Linked DNA regions of Mus musculus: region 1 is linked to region 2. The links are chromatin contacts, called in public HiChIP or PLAC-seq maps. All regions are on one chromosome and are shown on one strand. The core of a region is the stretch at or near the end of the contact, and the rest is flanking DNA. Distances in the headings are between cores, read along the strand shown. Region 1 overlaps Rfx7 (regulatory factor X, 7). Region 2 overlaps Tex9 (testis expressed gene 9).

The links. HiChIP or PLAC-seq counts read pairs in DNA pulled down with a chosen protein or histone mark.
Region 1: a contact with region 2 is called in an H3K27ac HiChIP or PLAC-seq map of the HPC-7 cell line, with 6 times the contacts expected there. The contact joins two enhancer-like sites. A contact is called at or near these places in 1 of 39 promoter capture datasets (the 3T3-L1 cell line), 5 of 15 datasets of contacts at CTCF or cohesin (CD8 T cells, the NIH/3T3 cell line, large pre-B cells and 2 more), 114 of 484 Hi-C or Micro-C datasets (8-cell embryo, the AML12 cell line, the AtT-20 cell line and 71 more), 10 of 115 datasets of contacts at active chromatin or transcription factors (CD8 T cells, DN3 thymocytes, the HPC-7 cell line and 7 more) and 4 of 9 other capture datasets (adipose tissue, embryonic stem cells, liver and 1 more).

Annotation. Positions count from the first base shown.
Region 1 is chr9:72,589,616-72,593,880 of GRCm38.p6, reverse strand. It overlaps Rfx7 (regulatory factor X, 7), which reads right to left. Exons shown (of 9, transcript NM_001033536.1): 3 at 2,048-2,130; 4 at 521-643. Among named protein-coding and RNA genes, the nearest start is that of Gm23057, 42 kb to the left of the region's middle. Within about 2 kb of position 1,675, at least 5 of the 459 cell types and tissues checked have an H3K27ac peak or open chromatin away from gene starts, as enhancers often do. A contact at or near this core is called in the HPC-7 cell line, centrocytes and transitional/marginal zone B cells, where this site is marked.
Region 2 is chr9:72,463,113-72,467,570 of GRCm38.p6, reverse strand. All of the region lies in intron 10 of Tex9 (testis expressed gene 9), which reads left to right. Among named protein-coding and RNA genes, the nearest start is that of Gm33004, 24 kb to the left of the region's middle. Within about 2 kb of position 1,555, at least 95 of the 459 cell types and tissues checked have an H3K27ac peak or open chromatin away from gene starts, as enhancers often do. A contact at or near this core is called in the HPC-7 cell line, centrocytes and transitional/marginal zone B cells, where this site is marked.

The DNA.
Region 1 (4,265 bases), core at 426-2,925, 130 kb before region 2:
AGGGAAATGCCAGGGTGGGGAGGCAGGAGTGGGTAGGTGGGGGAACATCCTCATAGAAGCAGGGAGAGGGGAAATGGGATAAGGAGTTTTAGGATGGGGGGGAACTGGGAAAGGTGATAACATTTGAAGTATAAATAAAGAAAATATCCAATTAAAAAAAAAAGAGAAAAATATTAAAGTACAAAAACCCATGTTTTAGTCTTTTCTTATGCACTGATTATTTTTTATTGCCACCCACTGTCCCTCTAGTCCCTCCCATGTTTCTTGTCATTTTAAAATTCTGTAAGAAACTTTAAATTCAGTATCCCTATACATCCTTTGTCCTCAGAAGCCTGGACAAAGCCCTCATTTAATACTCTGTTCTATATTACATTCTAGCACAGAAGCTTAGAGCTGGTAGTAATCTTGGAAGTTTCTAAACACATCACCCAAGTAACAGCCAGATCATAAGCAGAGACAAAATAAATCACTGTTCTAACACAGTACTTATCTGCTTTAGTCTATCACATGGTACACTTACTTGTATTCATCATAGACTTCCTGTTTGGGGAGTGACGTCTCAGGATGCTCCTCTAAGGTATTTCGAATCCAGGAAAAGGCATGCATTTGCTGTGCCCGACTAGATGACATGGCATTCTGATCACTAGTGATAAAAACAGACAAATTTTAGCTGAACCAGACAGCAATTCTATTAATACCTTTTTAAGCAAGGCCTAAGTGTTATGTTAAAAACATATTAGCGGATCAAACTGAACTTAGGACATACAGTAGATACGCAGTAATCTATATAGAAATTGTGTATTTGTGACTGTGAGCCAGTTTTTACTATCTGTTTCAGACTGAAAATACTGGCCTGTTTGGCTAAACTGCTGGCTTGGATTCTAAAGCATGTTAGGTAGTGAAGATATTACAAAATAAGGTTTTTGTTTAGATCAAAATGACTTTTGTATGAATATTTCCTAACTTACTTGCCTATTTATATATTTTTTTAATTTCTAAATTGTTAAATGTTTAGAACAAACATTGTGGTAAATTCTTTATATTCGATTTACTCTGCACACTCAAAGAATATCCCTGTAGAAGTACCTACCCTGAAATCATACTAAAACCCTCCATCCCTAGAATGGACAGGAGAGATCTTAAGAAAATCATCCTCCCACCGTAACCCTTCTCACATCTAGGATCTTTGCATAGACTACCATGTCCATTAATCAGCATTAATTTTATTATCTGGCAGTACTTTTATAAGCCGATCTCATGAAATGGGCATTATAGACCGTATACAGTAAGCTAGTCTACTGACTATGACCCTAATCTCAACCTCCGAGTAGAAGTACCTGATTCCAAAATACTGAGCACATGTTTAGAACAGGATATAATTAAAATATGGTTGATACGAGGTAAGAACAGGTAAAAGCAACATAATATGTGTTTCATTATTTCTCATGTACAATTTGAAATGAATATAATATTGAAGATAACATATGAGTGAAATGAATCCTCAGAAATATGCAAAGGTAATGAAAATCTAAAGAATAGAAACTGAAGAACTGTTTTCTCCACATTCTCTCCACTTAAGCACTTTTAATGAAGCTAAATCAATACCCAAAGTACTGAAAGTGAGGCACACCTACAGTAATGTGGCCAACACTGCACTTCCTCTTTTCTCTGACCTCCTGTGATGTGCTTATTCATCACTGCATAAAAACAGCCCCACACTTGGTTCTTCAGAACACTTACCTGGCTATCCTTTGGTTTTCTTTTCTTTTCTTTTTTTTTCCACATTTTTATATGGCATAAATACTCCCACTGTTCTGTGTAACCAAATCCAACTTACATTTCATTGTATTTAGCCAGTTACACAAATGAATTATTCAAAATTGATGGTGAATATTAACTAAGTATTATGAAAGACACATGATCTGTTGTTTTTCCAATCTGTGTTCAGACAAGCTTAGGAATACTAAAATAACAATCAATCCTAATGTACACAGCTTGGTACAGTCCTACAAACAAGGCAGCATTACAAAGACAAGGATAGGTCTACCTTTTCTCTGCACTGCTAAGACCAGAAGGCAGTTGAAGGTAGAGGTAGAGTTTCTCTAGGTCTGTAAACTTCTCAACTTCTTGCTGGTTACAAAGGGTTAAAAAGAAAGATCATTAAAAATATTTCCTCCCAACTAAATTTATTATTTCCCCTAAATACTACTAATCTTTTTCTAATTTTCAAATACCTAGAATGTGACTAATGCTAATGCAGGCTAAAAGATCTGAAATAAAACCAACAAACCCCTTTGAACTATGCAGGTGAAATTATAGTTTGAATTTCAAAAGGGCTTCTATTTAGATAAACCTAGTTATAAAATTCTCTACTATTATTGCTGAATAAACGTCATTCCTGCCTTCTTTTATATGGGTTTCATCCATTTCATAACCTCTTTTTACAATAAAGACATTCATGGGGCTGGCGAGATGGCTCAGTGGTTAAGAGCGCCGACTGCTCTTCTGAAGGTCCCAAGTTCAAATCCTAGTCAAACACATGGTGGCTCACAACCATCCGTAATGCAATCTGATGTCCTCTTCTGGAGGGTCTGAAGACAGCTACAGTGTACTTACATATAATAAATAAATAAATCTTAAAAAAAAAAAGACATTTATGGTAACTTATTTCAAGCAAAACTTCTTAGTAATGTCAAGTGAACTGGTTACTGGTTATTTATAACAGAATTGTTTTAGGTAGTAGTGATGGTGTAGGACATCTTTTTAAGACAGAGTCACTCTATTATTGCAGCTGTGGCTGTCCTGAAACTCTCTATGTAAATGAGGCTGGTCTCCAATTCAGAGAGATTCACCTACCCCAGCTTCCTGAGAGCTGGGATTACAGGCATGCACTACCATGTCTGGCCCAGAATTTCTTCTTCTTCTTTTTTTTTTTCTTCTTTTTCTGAGACAGGGTTTCTCTGTGTAGCCCTGGCTATCCTGGAACTCACTCTGTAGACCAGGCTGGCCTCGAACTCAGAAATCCGCCTGCCTCTGCCTCCTGAGTGCTGGGATTAAAGGTGTGCGCCACTACTGCCTGGCCAGAATTAATTCTTTATAAAGCACAGTTTATATGTAGATTTAATTTTAATAGCAGAATTAATCTCACAATTTTGAACTGTCTATTCATTTTGTTATATACAATTGTATACATGTATGTAGAGGTCAGAAGAGGATGCTGGTTCTCCTTCATCGCCTTCTGCTTCATTTTCTTGAGAAATGGTCTCTCACTTAACCTGGAGTTGGCAGTTAAATGGCTATGTGGATGATCAGCAAGCCTCAGAGATAATCCCACCTCTTCATAGCTTCCTCAGCAACACAGGGGTAAGAGGTGCTGGTCCATGCCCTGGCTGCTTATGTGTGTGTGTGCTGGAGTCCCAAATGCAGTTATTTCTGTGCACCAAGCACTCTTACCAATTGAGCAATCTTTTTAGATTATAGAAGTCTGTCCTTATTTTCAAAATTTACCCGAAAATTTAATCTTAGATTTAATTCAGAAGGTGACTTAATCTATCAATTGTTTGCATATAGGTCCTATGTACATTTCAAAAATCTCATCATCTAAGAGTATTTTCCAAAGGATTGTTCTAATGCTTAATGAGCTATATCTCTTAAAGAAAAACAACAAAACAAAAACAAAGTAGTCTTATTTATGATTTCTGCCTTTTCTTAGTTTCCACAACATGTGGTTTTGGAGTCTGCTTAACTGAACTCTTCACAGTGCATTCCACATTAATCCTCCAGTTAGAGCACAAACATTGTGTCCCACAGTCTTCAGTACCTTTACTTTCACTCTCACAATAGTTTATGTTCTTTAGCTTTTTCTTTCACTACCACCAACAAAAAAAGTTCATTTACTCAGCATATATGTTTTGGGTTTTGCCATGTTTCACAAATTTTACAAGAGAATGGTCTGGCTATACTCTGTATTCTACATTACACAAACACTTGAATACATCACAATACTGATGAACACTACAATTTTTTTTGCTCCCACTGACTTAAGACAATGCTTACCGAACTAACTGGCTTTCCTGTTTCCAACCTCTCCCTTCTTAAATTTATTAAATTTGGTTCCTTATATTATTTTTATTAAATACTATAGTTCCCATTCAACCCCCAAAGTGTCTATCATCCTGAACCTAGTGAGGTTATACTGTAATAATAAATCATACATAATATTGTGGACAAAAAAATGAGAACTATAGCTAAAATCACAATATTTG
Region 2 (4,458 bases), core at 306-2,805:
CCTTCATATTGCCTTCCCAGTTTCCATTCCCACCAGCTAGTGAATAAGCCGCTCTTCCCCGCGTCCTCACCAGCACTGGTCTTGATGGTGTCAGTTCTGACTGGGTGAGATGGGATCCCTGTGTAGTTTTCATAATAATGCGATTTGAGATTTTCAGACTGTAAGTTTTTTGCATTATTTATAGATTCTAGATATTTCTGCCCTTTCAGGTATCAGATGGCTAGATCTGTAAGAAAAATTACTTATTTTATGTATGCTTGAGTATATGTAAATACCATGTGTGTACAGGTGTCCACGGAGGTCAGGAAAGGGTGTCAGATATCTTGCACCTAGACTGCAGGTGGTTGTGAGCCCACATATGAATTCTGCGTACTGAACCCAGATCCTGTGCAAGAGATCTCAACCTTTGAGCCATCTCTCCAGCTCCATTTTCTGTAGTTATTTAAAGTATATAAGCGATACCCAATCTGCCTTTTTTTCCTTCATTCTCTATGTTGGGTTCAATTTCTTTTTTCTTTTTGAGACAGGGTTTCTCTGTGTAGCCCTGCTGTCCAGGAACTCACTCTGTAGACCAGGCTGGCCTCGAACTCAGAAATCTGCCTGCCTCTGCCTCCCAAGTGCTGGGACTAAAGACGTGTGCCACCATTGCCTGGCCAACTTCTTTTTTCAATTTTTTTCTTTTGTTAATTTTTCCACATGGACATGGAAACTGCACTGAAGCTTTTCCTTCTGTCTACTGGAAGAACTTACCTGGAAACTTTATTGCGTGTATTCTGTTGGCTACTTCCCACAAATTGGATTATTTTAAAATTTTTCATTATGCTATTTAAAACACTGATTTTCCTTCTGTTTTCTCCTTGAACACAAACATTACTTAGAAGTTTGCCACTCAGAACCCAAGGAGCTAAAGGGATCTGCAACCCTATAGGTGGAACAACATTATGAACTAACCAGTACCCCGGAGCTCTTGACTCTAGCTGCATATGTATCAAAAGATGGCCTAATCGGCCATCACTGGAAAGAGAGGCCCATTGGACACGTAAACTTTGTATGCCCCAGTACAGGGGAACGACAGGGCCAAAAAGGGGGAGTGGGTGTGTAGGGGAGTGGGGGTGGGTGGGTATGGGGGACTTTTGGTATAGCATTGGAAATGTAAATGAGCTAAATACCTAATAAAAAATGGAAAAAAAAAAGAAAAAAATGAAAGACGAATATCTGAAAGTCAAAAAAAAAAAAAAAAACAAAGAAGTTTGCCACTCTGTTTCCACATCTGAGGGGATCTCCCTCCCCCTCCAGATACCTTTCTCGGAGATTTCAGGTTAATCTCATCATGGATAGAGCACATGGTCTTTATAGATTTGTGCAGGCTTGTTTTATGATCCATAATATGGCTTAAGTTGGTAAATGTTAGTTTCATGTGCTTTCTGCCTTTGCTGGATGGAGTAGTCCTCCGATGTCAGCCACGTAAAGTTGCGTGACAGTTGCTGTGTGTGGCACCATCACAACTTTCTGTGTATTTACATCCGTGAGTAAAGGAGGAATATAAAGGAAACTGTGGCTATGTTAGCTTCCTCTTCAGCCTTATCTGCATCTACATCCTGTTTGTCAGGGCTGCCACTAGAGAGAACATTGGTGTCTTCTTGGTGAATTGGCCACTTTGAAAATAACTGTTTTCTTCCCAGATGTAGCCTGTGCTCTGTGAAGCCTTGATGTTCCAGCAGCTTGAACTCTGCTCAGCTGATGTCACCTCTGCCATGTCTCCTGTCCTTTCCCTGTTCACTGCTCTATGACTTGTAGATTACAGAGCTGAGGTTGGCTTTTATGACTCAGCTCTCTTAATATTATTTCTTATATGGACGGCCTGTCTGTTACCACAGAATTCCTTCCTGGCTCATTTGCACTTTTTTTTGTGCATGTCAGTATTTGTTACGAATCTTTAACTTACCATTATCTGTATTCAGATAACACAGAATTTCACAGATAACCTACAAAACTTTCAGCAGCTATCATACCCTCCTCATTATTGCATTATTTTTTATTATGGTTAACTATACATAGAATTTACACTCTTTTTACACATTTTTAAGTGTAAAATCTTTATTATGGTTTTGCAGTCTGCCTTTGTGCTTCTCATTATGGAAAAGTGGGAACGCAGTAGCCCCAGGCTCCCAGGCCCCTGCAGCCACTATTCAGTTTCTGATCCTGTGAATCTGACGTCTGTACGTGCCTCATTGCTGAGTAAAATCACATAGTTTTCTTTTTGATTAGCTTTGTTTGTTTGTTTGTTTGTTTTGTTTAAAACAGTGTTCTCGGGGTTGTTCCATCTTTTCAACTTTAACTTCTTTGGAAGGCTCAATAAAACTCGGACCTGCTCTTTGTTTTTCTTCTCTCGGTGGGCACTTGGGTTGTGTGCTCTTGGGTGCTATCTGGAGTGCCTAGACCTGATCAGAGGTGAGGATCATTTGGTTTCAGTAGCATCTGTGCCATTTCACATTTCCACTTGTAGAAATGGCCAAGTGTCCCCATATCATCAACATGAGTCATTTTGATTTTTATTGATACCAGTCATCCTAGTGGGTTTTGATTGCTTCATTGAGGTTTTAATTCCCACATCCTTAATTATAAGTAATGTGTTCAGCATCTTGTATTTAGTAACTATTTGTTCATCTTTAAAGAAGCATCTGGTCAAGTCCTTTGTTAATTTTTACATTTTATTGTATATTCAGGACATTAAGCCTGTGCCTATGTGGCTTGTAAATATTTTCTCACAGTCAGCAGACTGCCTGCCTTTTCACTGTTTATTGTGTCCCCTGTGGCCTTTGTGGGATAAAGTCCAATTTATTTTCTTTTGGTGTCATCTAAATCCAGTGTCATTAAGAGTTTTATACCTTCAGCCTTTTTAATCAAAGTGTTTATTCCATTCAGCGTGCGCGCGCACACACACACACACACATGCACACGCATGTATCTGGAGTATATACTATTTTTGCAGAGGACTCAAGTTCAGTTTCCAGCAGCTTCTAGCCAGCTATAACTCAAGTTCCAGGGGGACTGACACCTTCTTCTGACCTTTTGGCACCCAGCATGTCTGCAGTGCACAGACTCCATGGAGACAAAACATTCAAACATAGGAACAACACTAAAAACATAGAAAAATAAACACAAGAAGACAAGAGAAAATTAAATATAGGTAAATGGCATGGACCTCTCATAAACCCTCACATATACAGGTGTCAAGCAATCAGGAAAAGATAGTCTCTTGAAAAATGGTACGAGGAAACCCCGCAGCCTGTGTGTGTGTGCGCATGCGCGTGTGTGTGCGCCAGTGTTTATTGCCAATGATACACTTCCAATTATTCTAATATATAAATATTTGATTTGTTTTGAGCTGCCCAATATTAGTCTGTGAAAGGAACCCTTTTGTCTGTTGCTTTTGTAGCCTACAGGTTTGCTGAATCCATTTCTTGGTCATCATGATTTTCTTAGAAATCCTTAGGGATTTCCACAGCTGCAGTCTTGTCCTCTATGAGGAGTTGTCTTCCTCTCCATTGTGGATGTCATTTGTTCTGTCCCAGTTGCTTGGGTGATGTCTTCTAGTGCTACATTCAGCAGAAGTGATAGAAGCTGCTGCCTTTGCCTCAATGCTGACCAACACTGAAGCTTTCAGTCCTCACCACCTGTGTGTGTGAGCTGAGGGCTTTTTGTCATACAGTCCTTTTTATTGCTGTGAAACCAGCTGAAATGGCCACTCTGTGATTCCTGGTTTCATGTACTTCAGTCCTCCTTTTTTTTTTTTTTTTTTTGCCACTGCACCTAAAGGTTTGTTGATAGTCCACAGAGCAAACTTTGTTTCTTTGATCTATTAATTCACTTATATATGCTCTCAAATTTACCATTTACATTCCTGCTAGCTTCAGGGGTCTCCTTGCTCTTAGGAAAGGTTGGGCTGGTTTGAGCTCATCTGATCTTCGTTGTGTCACCGTGTGAGTATCCCGCCCGTGAGTGTCCTATTCTCTCCTGTAGGTGCTGGTGCTTGAGTAATTTTGTAAAATTTTTTGAAAATTGGTAGTTTGAGGTTTTGGTCCTTGGTGTCCCCAACAAGCTTACATTGAAGGCTTGCTTGATCCCTGTGTCTGCATTACTGGGCAGTGGTAAAACTTTTAGAAGATGGGCCCTGGTGGAAAGACATTAGGCCATTGAGGGGTGTGGCCTTGAAGGAAATATTGGGAACTGAGCCCTTTTCTTCCCTTTGCTTCCTGGCTTCTTTAAAGCCCAATGTCCTCTGCTGTGTGCTTTCACGATGACAGACTGCTCCTCAGGCCTAAGGCACTGGGCCCAGGGAACGTGGGCAGAAACTGCTGAGGCTGAGCAAAGCAAGCCTCCGGCAGGTTGTCTCGGGCATTTTACTATAGGCCAGAAAGCTGCCTCAGTGTGTGCTTAGTTTACACATATTTAATT